Linked DNA regions of Arabidopsis thaliana: region 2 is linked to region 1. Evidence: chromatin contacts called from public ChIA-PET data. All regions are on one chromosome and are shown on one strand. Each heading gives the region's core, a stretch centred on a gene start, on an enhancer-like site or on the middle of the called end of the contact. The rest is flanking DNA. Distances are from core to core; before and after follow the strand shown.

Region 1 (6,030 bases), core at 3,022-5,521:
TCAAAAACCTCAAAGAATCAAACTTTCTCATAAAACAAGCTCATAGAAGTAAAGATCCGATTCAAACATCTAAAACCCAATAACAAAAAATAATTTTTTTACCTTCTGATGAATAATAAATTCACCACAACAACAATTCTACAGAATTTGACACAAAATTTCAAAAAAAAAACTATTTTTCAAAAAACCCACCAACCGATTCTTATCTATTTCGATCGAGCTTTGAAAACCCAATAGAACCCAGAAAAGACACAAAAATCAAAATCAAAACCAAAACCAAACAGATACAGAACATAAATCGATCTAAGAACAATAAAAATCAAAACTTTATGAAGATTCTTAATGAAAACGAAAGAGACTCACCGATTGTTGAAGAGAGAAACCTACCGCTTTGTGGTGGAGGAGAAGGAAGAAGGAGAAGAAGAGAGAATGAGGAAAAAGGAAGGAAGCAAAGCACAACAACACAAATGGGAACAGAAAAGAGGATTATTAGGACGAGACGGCAATGTGTAATTTACCATATAACCCAAAATAAAAACTAATATTTTAAGGAAATTGAATCAAAAAGTTAAAAAGGGTCAGTCATAAGAACAGTTTCCAAAGACTGAATTGAATTGCTAAATGCCTAAATCAACGAATAAACAAAAACTAATAATTCAATGTGTAAAGATTTTTAATTAATTACAGTTACACGTAATGTGTAATGTTGAAGAAGAAAGCAAGTTGGCTTAAGAAGAAAGAGTTAATAGGATTTTTCTTTTGGGTCATTCATTAGTCATTACTTAAGCAAATTGTCCCAACCAAAAGTTTCTCAGCCTTTGCCTCTTCCATACACACGTCCCTCGTTTGTTTTACTTTTATTTGTTCATACTGAACTAAACCGGAACTTAACCGAGCAGAACAAATCCGGTTTCTTTTCGAACTTTTTGTTTCCTAGTTGTCATGTAACTTTGGTCTACTTTCTCCTTCTGTTTATCTTTTTTATTTTTATTGTTTATTTTCTTCCATTAGCTTAGATTCCCCATTTAAATATATGTACAAAAAAAAAGAGTATACGTGTGGATCAGAATCACTAGTTACCTAAATTTGGTACTGGCAAGATTTATCAATTTATGAATGGTCTTTCTTTATCCTATATACAAAAGAAAGAAAAAATCTAAAAATATTTTTTATTTGAGTGCATCATGTTAAAAAATATTTTTATTAATAATATTTACTTCTAGTTAATTGGTCAATATTGGTTTTATTGTTTGCAATCAATGCGTGAACTGTAATAAAAAAGAGAGTATATGTGTGCAGATTTATTAACTTATGAATGGTTTTATCCTATCCTATATATATAAAAGAAAGGAAAAAAACGAAAAAGGTTTTTTTAGGGTTAACAAAAAGTCTATGTGTAATATTTACTTCTAAATTTTGGTCAATATTTTATTATTAGCAATCAATTTCTTTATTATTTTCTGAACTGTAAATAATAAGGTTCATCCCCTTAAATAAATTTTATCTTCTTGAAACGTTTTTTTAAGAAGAAATTTCATTCTATTCATACATAATATTTTTATATTTTAAGAAAAATCATTTTAAATTTAATGTTTTGTTTAAATTTTATAAAATCCAAATATGGTTGCACATTTTAACTTTGATATATGGAAATTAAAGTAATTTCATATACCCCTGAAAGCATAATTTAATTTTAATTTTTGAAAAGTATTTGAATATTAAAATTTGTTTTGGGATGTGAAATGTTTTTGAAGGCATATGTTGATTTCATTGTGAAAATCAAAGTGTCTTTGTTTAATTAGTGAAACCACACACATGATTATAACCATCTTACTTTGAGAGATTCGAAGAAGAGAGAATTTCTATATAATGTTGTAATTGATCATGATTTAAATGAGTTTTTATATACATTTTAAAATGATTTGGTTTAGAGGGTTACTTCTCTAATTTTTAGAGAGAGAATTGAATTACTCAATATGGTAGAGAAAATTTTGGTCAAGAGTGAAATTTTTATATCTAAGTTCGACCATCTTTGGAAAAAAAACACATTTGTCTGAAAAGTGTGTTAGTTGGGTTTTGGCTAAATTCTAACTGGTTTACATGGTAGTTAGAAATGCAGGCGGTCTGATTATCCATGAAATTCGGAAAACACTCCAAACTTGGGACAAACTTTATGGTGGTCTTTCGGAGAGAAGTCTACTATAAAACAGGTGCAATTCTACCGACCAGATCAGCTGATAGGGTTTATCAAAAAAAAAATTAATTTTAAAACTTTATAAAAGCTACTTGTCTACAATTCTTGATAAAAGATGAAGCATTGGATAAGCTGCTAATCAAAGCTCACCAGTAAAAAATGATCATAGACAAAAAAAAGTGGATGGAACATCTGAAGCACATGCACTAGAAGTAGCAAATGAATCTTTCGGATTATGCGCATGAGCTTATTCTTTGGATCTAGCTATTATATAGCTCATTGGATATCAATGGCCATAACGAAATAGTAAATCACATTGGTGGTCCAATAGTAGCAAGTTAAAGTTCAAAAAGAAGGAGGACGGAAAAATTTTCACAAACCTGCATGGAAAATTTATTGATCTTCTCCTCTTTGTTAACAATGGAACCCATGTTACGACTCATATGCCATGATTCTTTGGATCTGGTTGTGGTAGAGCTTATCATTGTATATTTCATCTGTGGTTTCAGAATATGGTTGGTAGTTGAATTAGATGTTAACGAACCACATGCATTTTACCTTGACGGAATTTGATAAATCACTTTCTCATAGGGGCTAACATTTTTATATCTGAGTCAATCATATGGCATAAGTTGGCTTGCACAACAAGGTGTATTAGTTACTCCAAGTAATATACTATGACCAAACCACGCCAACAAACCTCGTCCTCCGCCAAACTAGAGCCACAAATACATCGATGGGAACCATACCGCCGTCGACGGAGGGGAGTACCTACTCACTCATGAAACTTCTTTAAGAAATCTTGACATGCGATGAAAATCAAAGAGAACCAAAGAAACTAGACCTAAAAAACTTCTTCAAGCGAGAGAAAAAACTCAAAATTTGATCTAATGATTGTCTCCACCATAATACTGTTTAAGCCTTTAAATTTTAAGCTTTAATATTCTTTGACCGTTTATCATCAATTATAACTAATAAGTAATAACTAATGCTCATACAATCGTTGTAAGTCAATCACATTCTCTCTTATCGCTTCCAAGCTTAACCTTTGACATAATTCTATGAAACAGAGGTATTAGCTCTCAAATTTTGAGGCTCATTTTATGTAGATTTGTTAGTGTTTTTTTTTTAATGAATTTTCTAGGCTCTATAATTAACCAAAGTTTTCATAATTAGTAAAATAGACCCCAAATTAACAAAATATCCAAAATTAGCCAAAAAAAACATAATTAGCAAAAAGTCCCAAAATTAAGAAAAAACAGTAAATAAAAATTATGAATCTCCCATAATTAACAAAATAATTAATAAAAGTAAAGTTTACTTTTAAAAAAGGCCCAATTTTTTTTTCCTATTCAGCCTGGATTTTATAAGACCGGCTACGATCGCTTCTATTCACCTTCATTGTAAACCGATAAAACAATCATATATATATATATATATATATAATTTTGGCACAACAATCATATATTAAACCGATAGTTTTTTTTTTGGTGTGTTTGAGATGGGTATCAATTGTTATCTTAAAAGGAACCTAGAAGTAAATTTCGTGACCTTTACACACCACACATGTTGACGTAGATACGCCCAAACGCATGTGGTGTTGTATCAAGACACAAAGTCACAAACTGTCTAAAAAGTCAAAACCCAATCCAAAACCATCATCATGTTTTCGGCTTCTTTAAAATCCCGGTTTAGGGTTCTTTCGTAGCAACATAGAGTAGACGGTCCTGACTCGTGCTCTGCCTCTTTAATTTCCGGTTTAGTACTCTTTCGTAGTAAGTAGAAACTCTATCCATATAGACCCAAAGAAGGGCCACTCTTCTATTCTCAAAGGACTCGGTAAAAAAACAAATGCGAACGAGACAACAAAAACAAGTAAGAACACTCTACGCGCTCCCTCCAATGCGCGTAAACCCCACGTGAGACTGATATCCAAAGACAAGTGAGTTAAACGCTCTGTTTAAGCGCGTGCGTTCAGACACAAAGTGGATAATCATGGGGAAACTGTCTAACCCTAAAGAAAAAAAAGAGAAAGATTTCTAATTTTTTTTAATAGCTAACCAAAAGAGATGGAGAATGCTAAAATACGCTAGATATGAAATAGTAGCTTAACCTACGCCGTATTTTAGTCGTTCCTCTCTTTTAAACCTACGTTCCTCGTCACCGTAATCGCTCTCGCTCTCTCTCTTCTTCGTCGCTTCATCTTTCTCTCTCTCTTTGTAACTTCGAAACCGATCAAATCCATGGCTAACTCTTCCGCTGGCTCCGCCGCAGACCACCGCAACAAACACCTCTCCGTCAATCCACCGCACCAGATCTTCAAAGGTATTTTAATCGCTTCTTTTTTCTTCTTCCTCTTCTCTCCCGATGATTTAGGATTGTGTTTTGAGTCTCTCTCATTACAGAGACTCGAACACAATCCTAATTTTTCAGTGTGATTGTAGCTCATCTCTTTCCCGGTGCTTAATCGGAGATTGAATTAGCGTTAACAGAATTTATATTATAAGTCTCTAATTAGGGTTTTTGGTGTCTTTAGATCGTTTTCGATAACATTACCAGTTTTCAGCTCTTGGGGTTTTGATTTTGGTACTGAATTTGTTATTTTTAATATTTGGTATTGTTAAAGCATTGATTTTTAATGGTTCCATGAGCTATGTGTGTTATCAATTTGTTTGTTGTTTAGTGTTGTTGTAGATCCATTAGATGTGTATTGTTTAAATCTTTGATGTGAGACGTATTGGTACTTCATTGTATCCCTTGTAGAGACCTAAAGCTGATTCTTTTACTGTGTATTTGCTAAAGGATTAGAGTGACATTTTGGCCTTGTGTGTGCAGATATCCAAGGTTCTGACAATGCGATTCCTCTTTCACCACAGTGGCTTCTCTCCAAACCAGGGGAGAACAAGACTGGGATGGGAACTGGGGTATGTTTCTATTGTTTGTGTATGCGTGCAGTTTGTTTTTGATTTCTTAACATGTGAGCTGGTTTAATGTTTTACAGGATCCTAATCAGTATGGAAACCATTCGGATGTTGTGAGAACAACAGGGAATGGGGAGGAGACACTGGATAATCTGAAGAAAAAAGATGTTTTCCGGCCATCCTTGCTTGATGCAGAAAGTGGTCGTCGTGATCGTTGGCGTGATGAGGAAAGGGACACCTTGTCCTCAGTCCGAAATGACCGCTGGCGGAATGGCGACAAAGACTCTGGTGATAATAAGAAGGTTGACCGGTGGGATAATGTGGCTCCTAAATTTGGGGAACAACGACGTGGTCCGAATGACCGGTGGACTGATTCAGGAAACAAGGATGCTGCGCCAGAGCAGAGGCGTGAGAGCAAGTGGAACTCTCGCTGGGGTCCTGATGACAAGGAAGCTGAGATTCCGCGTAATAAGTGGGATGAACCTGGTAAGGACGGTGAAATCATTCGTGAGAAGGGTCCATCTCTTCCTACTAGCGATGGAGACCATTACCGGCCCTGGAGACCCTCTCAAGGTCGAGGAAGAGGAGAAGCTCTTCACAACCAATCAACACCAAACAAACAGGTTACTTCCTTCTCCCACAGCAGGGGGCGTGGAGAGAACACTGCTATCTTTTCAGCTGGACGTGGAAGGATGAGTCCTGGTGGAAGCATTTTTACTAGCGCACCAAACCAGTCTCATCCCCCTGGATCTGCCTCTGACAAGGGGGAAAGTGGTCCTGGAGAACCTCCCCATCTGAGATATAGCAGAATGAAACTGTTGGATGTGTACAGGATGGCTGACACAGAGTGTTATGAAAAGTTTCCGGATGGGTTTATTGAGGTGCCTTCCCTAACGTCTGAGGAGCCAACGGATC
Region 2 (6,016 bases), core at 2,910-5,409, 34 kb after region 1:
CTTGCCCTACATAAAAATCTATTATAGCACCATCATCATCTGAGTCATCACTCTCGACATAATCATCACGGTAAAAATCAAGTTGTTCACTCTCAGGCTCCTCTTCTTCCTCCCTTTCTCCAATAAGAACATCATCTAGATAAGGATCATCTGCCCTAACAACATATAAATTCTTGCTTTCCAACTCATGTGTACACGTAATCATTTCGGCAACATCACTATCACCACACAAATCCTTACGATTCTGACCTACTTCTCCAGATGGGAAGTAAGAAAACTTACTCATATTTTCTGTATAACCAGCACTCAAAACCATATTTGTCAACATTGCTAAACTAGGGTCTTCAAAATCAAGCTGTAAACATCTTGTCTCACCGCCATGGTATGAACCATCTGCTGCCCAATATCCTCCGACATGCAATCGAAAGAAAAACGTCCTGACAAATACAATTATCAAAAACTCTCTAAAAATCTGATCAATCTCCTAAGTTTTTAATATTGTATCATGTAATGCAAGGAATAAGATATACGTCTCAAAACCAATTTAAAAAATTGAAAGAACAAGAATATTTTCCAACAAAATTCAAAAGATATAAGAAGTGGGCACGAGTATACATGTAGCATCTCTAAGCATGAACGCCATCACATAAACTCAAAGACGTGGCTCTATAGTGCACCAAAGAAATTAACTCTCCAAGGTGAGTTTAAAAGTCAGAGTATGGATCGAAGCAAAAAAAAAGTTTTTAGAGTACGTGAAAAGGAAAACTAAAACCAATAAGAATGTCTTGTAACAGTTACCTTAACATCTTGCAAGCTCCAGCCGCATTCAGTCTACAAAATTTCGCGATTCAATGTCGTCGATTTAAGAGCTAAAGTGGATTTAGGGGTTTATAATAAGGTATAAGAACTTCGTGTTGTTTTTTGTTTATTTCGTGTTGTTTTAAGCAAAAAAACATGTCATTTTTTTATATTTAAAACACATCGTTTTATTTTGACGGTACTGTAGACGGCGGGTGGTTTTCACAAATAATTTTAAACTTCAGGTGTTTTTTCATTAAATAAATAATTGAAGGGTTTTTTCATAATATATCTTTAGTTGGGGGGTTTAATTACTAAAAATCCATTTTTTTAATACTGTTTTTACTTTTTAGTTCTTTTATTCAGAACCTGAAAAATGGAATCTAACAGATGAACTTAACCGAATTCAGAATCGATAAAACACTCTCTGTTTATACAATGCTAGCTCACAATTATGAGCAAAATCTCATATGGAAACTTGTACCAGACTCTCTAGCCATATTGTAAAAGGTCTGAGTTTGATTAATTTTTTAGTTTACGAGTTTTTATGATTTGAAGAAGATATGAATACCTAGTAGTAAAACGGGGTAAGGATTAAGGAACCGTGGCACTAATCTAAAACTGCCACTGTTACATAAAAGTTTTAAGATTAGTGAGAGACATGAAGAGAGATTTAGTTAAGAAAAAATAAAATGACTGTCCTTAATTAATTAAGAGCTTTCAGAATTAGCAGAATCCATAACAAGTTCACACTCTTCCATCACAGCCGCTTCTTTAATCTCTTGCAACATTTTCAACACTTGCCACATCGTCGGTCTCTGTTCCGGCGATGCTAAGCTACAAGCTACCGCAACTTCAGTCAACATTCCGAATTTATCCCTATCTTCTCTCCAATTCCCATTCTTCTTCTCACCTTCCTCTCTCACTTTCCTCACCCATTCGATCATCTCATCCAAAGGCAAAACCGGAATCTTCGAAGGTTGCTTCCCTGTCAAAAGCTCCAAGAGAAGAATCCCAAAGGAGTATACATCAGCCTTAACCGATTGATAATTTAGACTCTTGTGTCGAGCTTCAGGGGGTTTATAGGCTGCTGCATCCGCGTCTTCTTGACCGTCATTGGATGTTAGAGGAGGGTTTGTTGCAAGAGCAACGAGACAGTAATCAGCAATACAAGCTTCAAAGTCTTGTCCAAGAAGGACATTAGAGGATTTGAGATTGCCGTGAACTAGCTGCCATGCTTGGTGGATGTAAGAGAGACCCTGAGCGACGTCTTCTGCTATCTTCAAACAAGATGTCCAATGCAATGGCGTTGCCCTCGACGATTTTGTACCTAAACAAATACCATACCAACTTGTAACATAAGCTTTTGAGACCTCAAAAAAAAAAAACCATATAGTAAAGTTAACTGTATAGAAATTCCATCTGACCACTAGAGCTAACTGTACAGTAAAGTTTTAAAAAATTGAGTAAAAACCCTCGTAAGTCGTAACTAGTAAATTTATTACAAGCATTAATCACGCAAACCAAACAAATGCTTGATGTCTTCAATGATAAATCTACGAATCATGTAATAAAATTCAATGCTCAAAAAGAATAAAAATTATATAATCGCATGAGATATGGTTTACGAAGCTTACCGTGGACAAGAGACGAGAGACTGCCATTTGGCAAATAATCATAAATCAATAACCTCTCTTCCTTGGCCTGAAAATAAGCTCTGAGTGGAACCAAATTCGGATGCCCTAAAGCACCAACTGATTCCATGTGATGCTCAAATTTGTCTCTCCCTACACCCGCTAATCTAATGGCATCTAATCTCTTCACCGTGACGATCAAACGGCTATCAAGCAACGCTTTATAAGTGGTCCCCACTGTTCCTCGACCTAATAACTCAGCTGATGCTGTCATTAGTTGGTCCATCGTATAAACGTGTGCCTCACCCGCACAGAATACTAAACTCCCACTTTTTGTCGCTTGTAGCTTCTTCACTTTCTCTTCTATCTCACTCTCTTGTTCTATCGCCGCCGCTACTTCCGCCGTCTCCGCCGCGTCAAATGTCACAACCGCCGTTGATTCTTTCCCCTTTTGTTTCTCGGTTTTGCTTCTTCGTCTCTTCACTGCGCCGATAAGGCACGCGACGGAGATGAAGAGGATAAAAGCGCCGGAGATAAAACCGAGAATCACAAAAAATCGTGAATGTTTGTTTTGACTTGGCCGGGATAATCTTGCGCCGCCTATTTGCGCTATTTGACCGAGAACCATCTTCGGTGACGGCGCCGCCGTTACCGGAGTGAAGAATTTGGCTCTCGGATTGCATTCTTTGTGAACAATCTCACCGCAGAGATTAGGGTTTTTGAGAAATGAAGAAATACCGAATCGTAACAGAACGGTTGTCACCGGTACAGCACCGGTTAAGTTGTTAACCGAAACATTGAATGTATGAAGCGTGGATTGGTTTAAAGGCGGGACGGGACCGTTGAACCGATTCGAATCAAGTCGGAGATAAATCAACCGGTCGGAGAGAACTAAACCGGATGGGATTGGACCGGTGAGGTTATTGAAGGAGAAATCGAGAGTTCTTAACCGGTGAAAAGCGAGAACCGAGAGAGGAAACGAACCGGAAAAAGAGTTGTGATCGAGGAATAATGATTTGAGATTAACCAAACCGGAGAAATCTGGTAACGGTCCGGTTAAGGAAGTGTTCTTGAGACTCAGAACTCGAAGCTGGTCGAGTTTATTAACTGAGTCAGGAATGAGTCGCCCTCCAAGATAAAGATCTTCAATAACCAAACGAACAACTCTGTTTCCATAACACGTAACACCCCACCATTGACAAAAATGAGAGCTCGTGTTTATCTTGTTCCATAAATCAGCTTTGGATTTAAAACGTAACAAAGCAGAAACGTCACGGTGAGAATGAAACACGCGCTTTGTGTGGTTGGAGGAAGAAGAAGAAGAAGCAACAATGGTAAAGAGGAAACAGAAGAGAAGAAACCCAGAAATGGGTAAGTTACATCGAAGAAGCATAGCTTGTAAGACGAATGTGTTAAAGAAGCATGTAAATGTCTGTCTGATTATTATTACATATCAAGAGAGAGGTGAAGAGAGCAGGAGGTACGTGACAAAAGGATGTAAGAAACAATAGAGAAGTAGCTGTCGGGGACTGGAAAGTTTTCAGAGTCACGTGAAGACTGATAAAGTAAAGAAGTTGTGTAATTATTTTAGTGTATTTATGATACTTGTTGAACTGTTGAACGAAGTAAAAGGATAGTATGGATCAGATTCAAATATATTAACGCCGATTTTGTAGGAAGAGATCTAACTCTTGTTTTCTTTCTATCAGAAACGGATCTAACTACTGTAATGAAGAAAAAATATTATTATGATTTAGGTTAGATATAAGATCTAATTAAGGACCATATGGTGGTTGACACTTAAAAGCTAGTTAGTTAACAATGTGACAAAGATTATTTTTCAACTAATAGCATTTTGTTTCTTAATTGTTTTGGAAAGTTTGTTTTTTTTTGCTTCCAGTTGAAGTTTCAACTATGAACTTTACTATTGAGAATTAAACATGATTTGGATGTCGGCGAAAATAAAAGACATGGTTTGAATTTGGATAGTGACGTATACATGTGTTTTAATTCTTTTTGTTGTAGCGGGAAGATATCATCAACAAGAAATTTTTGGAACAATTACATACCTGTTGGTTAAGGTGAATTTAGATAATAAACCGTAAAGTAAAGATAGCCCAAAGCTGGTTATAGTTTTTGGCTTGAAGTTGGCTAACAATTCTGTTTTAAAGTGTATGGAGGGTGTGACTGGAGGGGAGTTGGAATAAAACATAAAAAAAAGAATAAGGAAAAAAATAGGAAAAAGAAAAAGGAATAATGATGCAGCATTTCAAGTTTGGCTCGCAGGCCGTGCTTGATTCACTTGGATCATTATTTTCAACTAAGAAATCTATGTAAAATATAAATTTCTTTTTAAAAAATCGTTTATACCAATTGTAAAAAGCTATTTTTTTTTTTACTATAATTTAATATTATATTTAAAAAAGAAAAAAAAAAAGAAATTCAGAAGAAAATTAATTACATATTAATATGTTTACCTTAATATGTGTGTTTTTCCTAAACAATCAAATAAAAAAGAAAATAGGGAGTACTATTTATATAAATGTAATTAAAGCCCTAATTTAAAGTTTATTTGATAAAATTCTCTAATGGTAGTACAAATTTTTAGAAAACACAAAAAAAAACTCAATAAAATTAAATTTCAAGAATCATCATGAAAAAAGTTAGACAAATGCAAATCAGGCTCAGTGAAGTCATACATATTAGACCAATACAAGCCAGAATCGAGTTTTGGACTCTTTTTAATACACATTAAAGAACAAAAGTAAACATCCTTGCTCTTGTAGACGATAAGATCATTGATACGAGACGAACAAGTGTAACAATGTGGCCGAGAAGCACTATAGTTGGAAAGAACTTCCAATACAAATCGTTTCAAATGGAAGGTGGATCCAACCCTCATATATGGCTCCATTCCAAGTACGCAATCAATATGAAGAGTGGTACAACACAAGTCACACGTATAGAACCACTTTTGTGGATCTAGAATCTTCTCGCATATGTCACACCAATAATCACCCTTGGCCATCTCACCGAATTGTAAGGACAAAGGATGAACATCGTATTTGTGCATTGCCAGTTCAGGGATAGTAGCACACTTGTAGCACATAAATAAATCATCCTGCCCAGTCAAACTCCACATATGCTCACCACCTTTTCCGCAAATCGAGCATGTGCTCCAATTATCGGGAACTACAAGCATTGAATGTGGTTGACTTTTATGGACATACCCATCGTAAATTGAAACACATCGTACATCAATCTTCAAGCCGTCACGACGCTCACTGTCTTCCACGTATGCGAAGCCGCTGCAGCGTTGATTACATACGAAACATATGAAAGGACCCTTCCTCATAAGTGAATTTACGTAATACTCATCATACAGAGTCAATCTCCGACTCTCAGACGGATGCCTTTTCTTCTTGGAGAGGTTAGCACATGTTTCATGTAGTACGAAATCACAAAGCGTGCATATGTAGCATGAATTAAAAAAGATTGGAAGGACGCACCCATAGCATTGCTTGCTTATATCATGAAGGATATCATCCTCATTGACGAGTCTTAGATTGTGTTCGTGAGTAAAA

What was found. ChIA-PET counts read pairs in DNA pulled down with a chosen protein or histone mark.
Region 2: an H3K4me3 ChIA-PET map of shoot shows a contact between it and region 1, with 17 read pairs. The contact joins the promoter of AT5G43020 here to the promoter of AT5G42950 in region 1.

The regions. Positions count from the first base shown.
Region 1 is chr5:17,219,999-17,226,028 of TAIR10.1, forward strand. It overlaps AT5G42950 (GYF domain-containing protein), which reads left to right and starts at 4,272. Exons shown (of 10, transcript NM_123660.3): 1 at 4,272-4,519; 2 at 5,030-5,118; 3 at 5,196-6,030. The coding sequence starts at 4,438. AT5G42940 (RING/U-box superfamily protein) reads right to left here and starts at 674. Exons shown (of 6, transcript NM_123659.4): 1 at 364-674. AT5G06425 (a long non-coding RNA gene) reads left to right here and starts at 759. Exons shown (of 1, transcript NR_142916.1): 1 at 759-977.
Region 2 is chr5:17,253,918-17,259,933 of TAIR10.1, forward strand. It overlaps AT5G43020 (Leucine-rich repeat protein kinase family protein), which reads right to left and starts at 4,160. Exons shown (of 2, transcript NM_123668.4): 1 at 2,436-4,160; 2 at 1,288-2,128. The coding sequence starts at 3,825. The coding sequence ends at 1,509. AT5G43030 (Cysteine/Histidine-rich C1 domain family protein) reads right to left here. Exons shown (of 1, transcript NM_123669.2): 1 at 5,010-6,016. The coding sequence ends at 5,074. It also overlaps the pseudogene AT5G43015.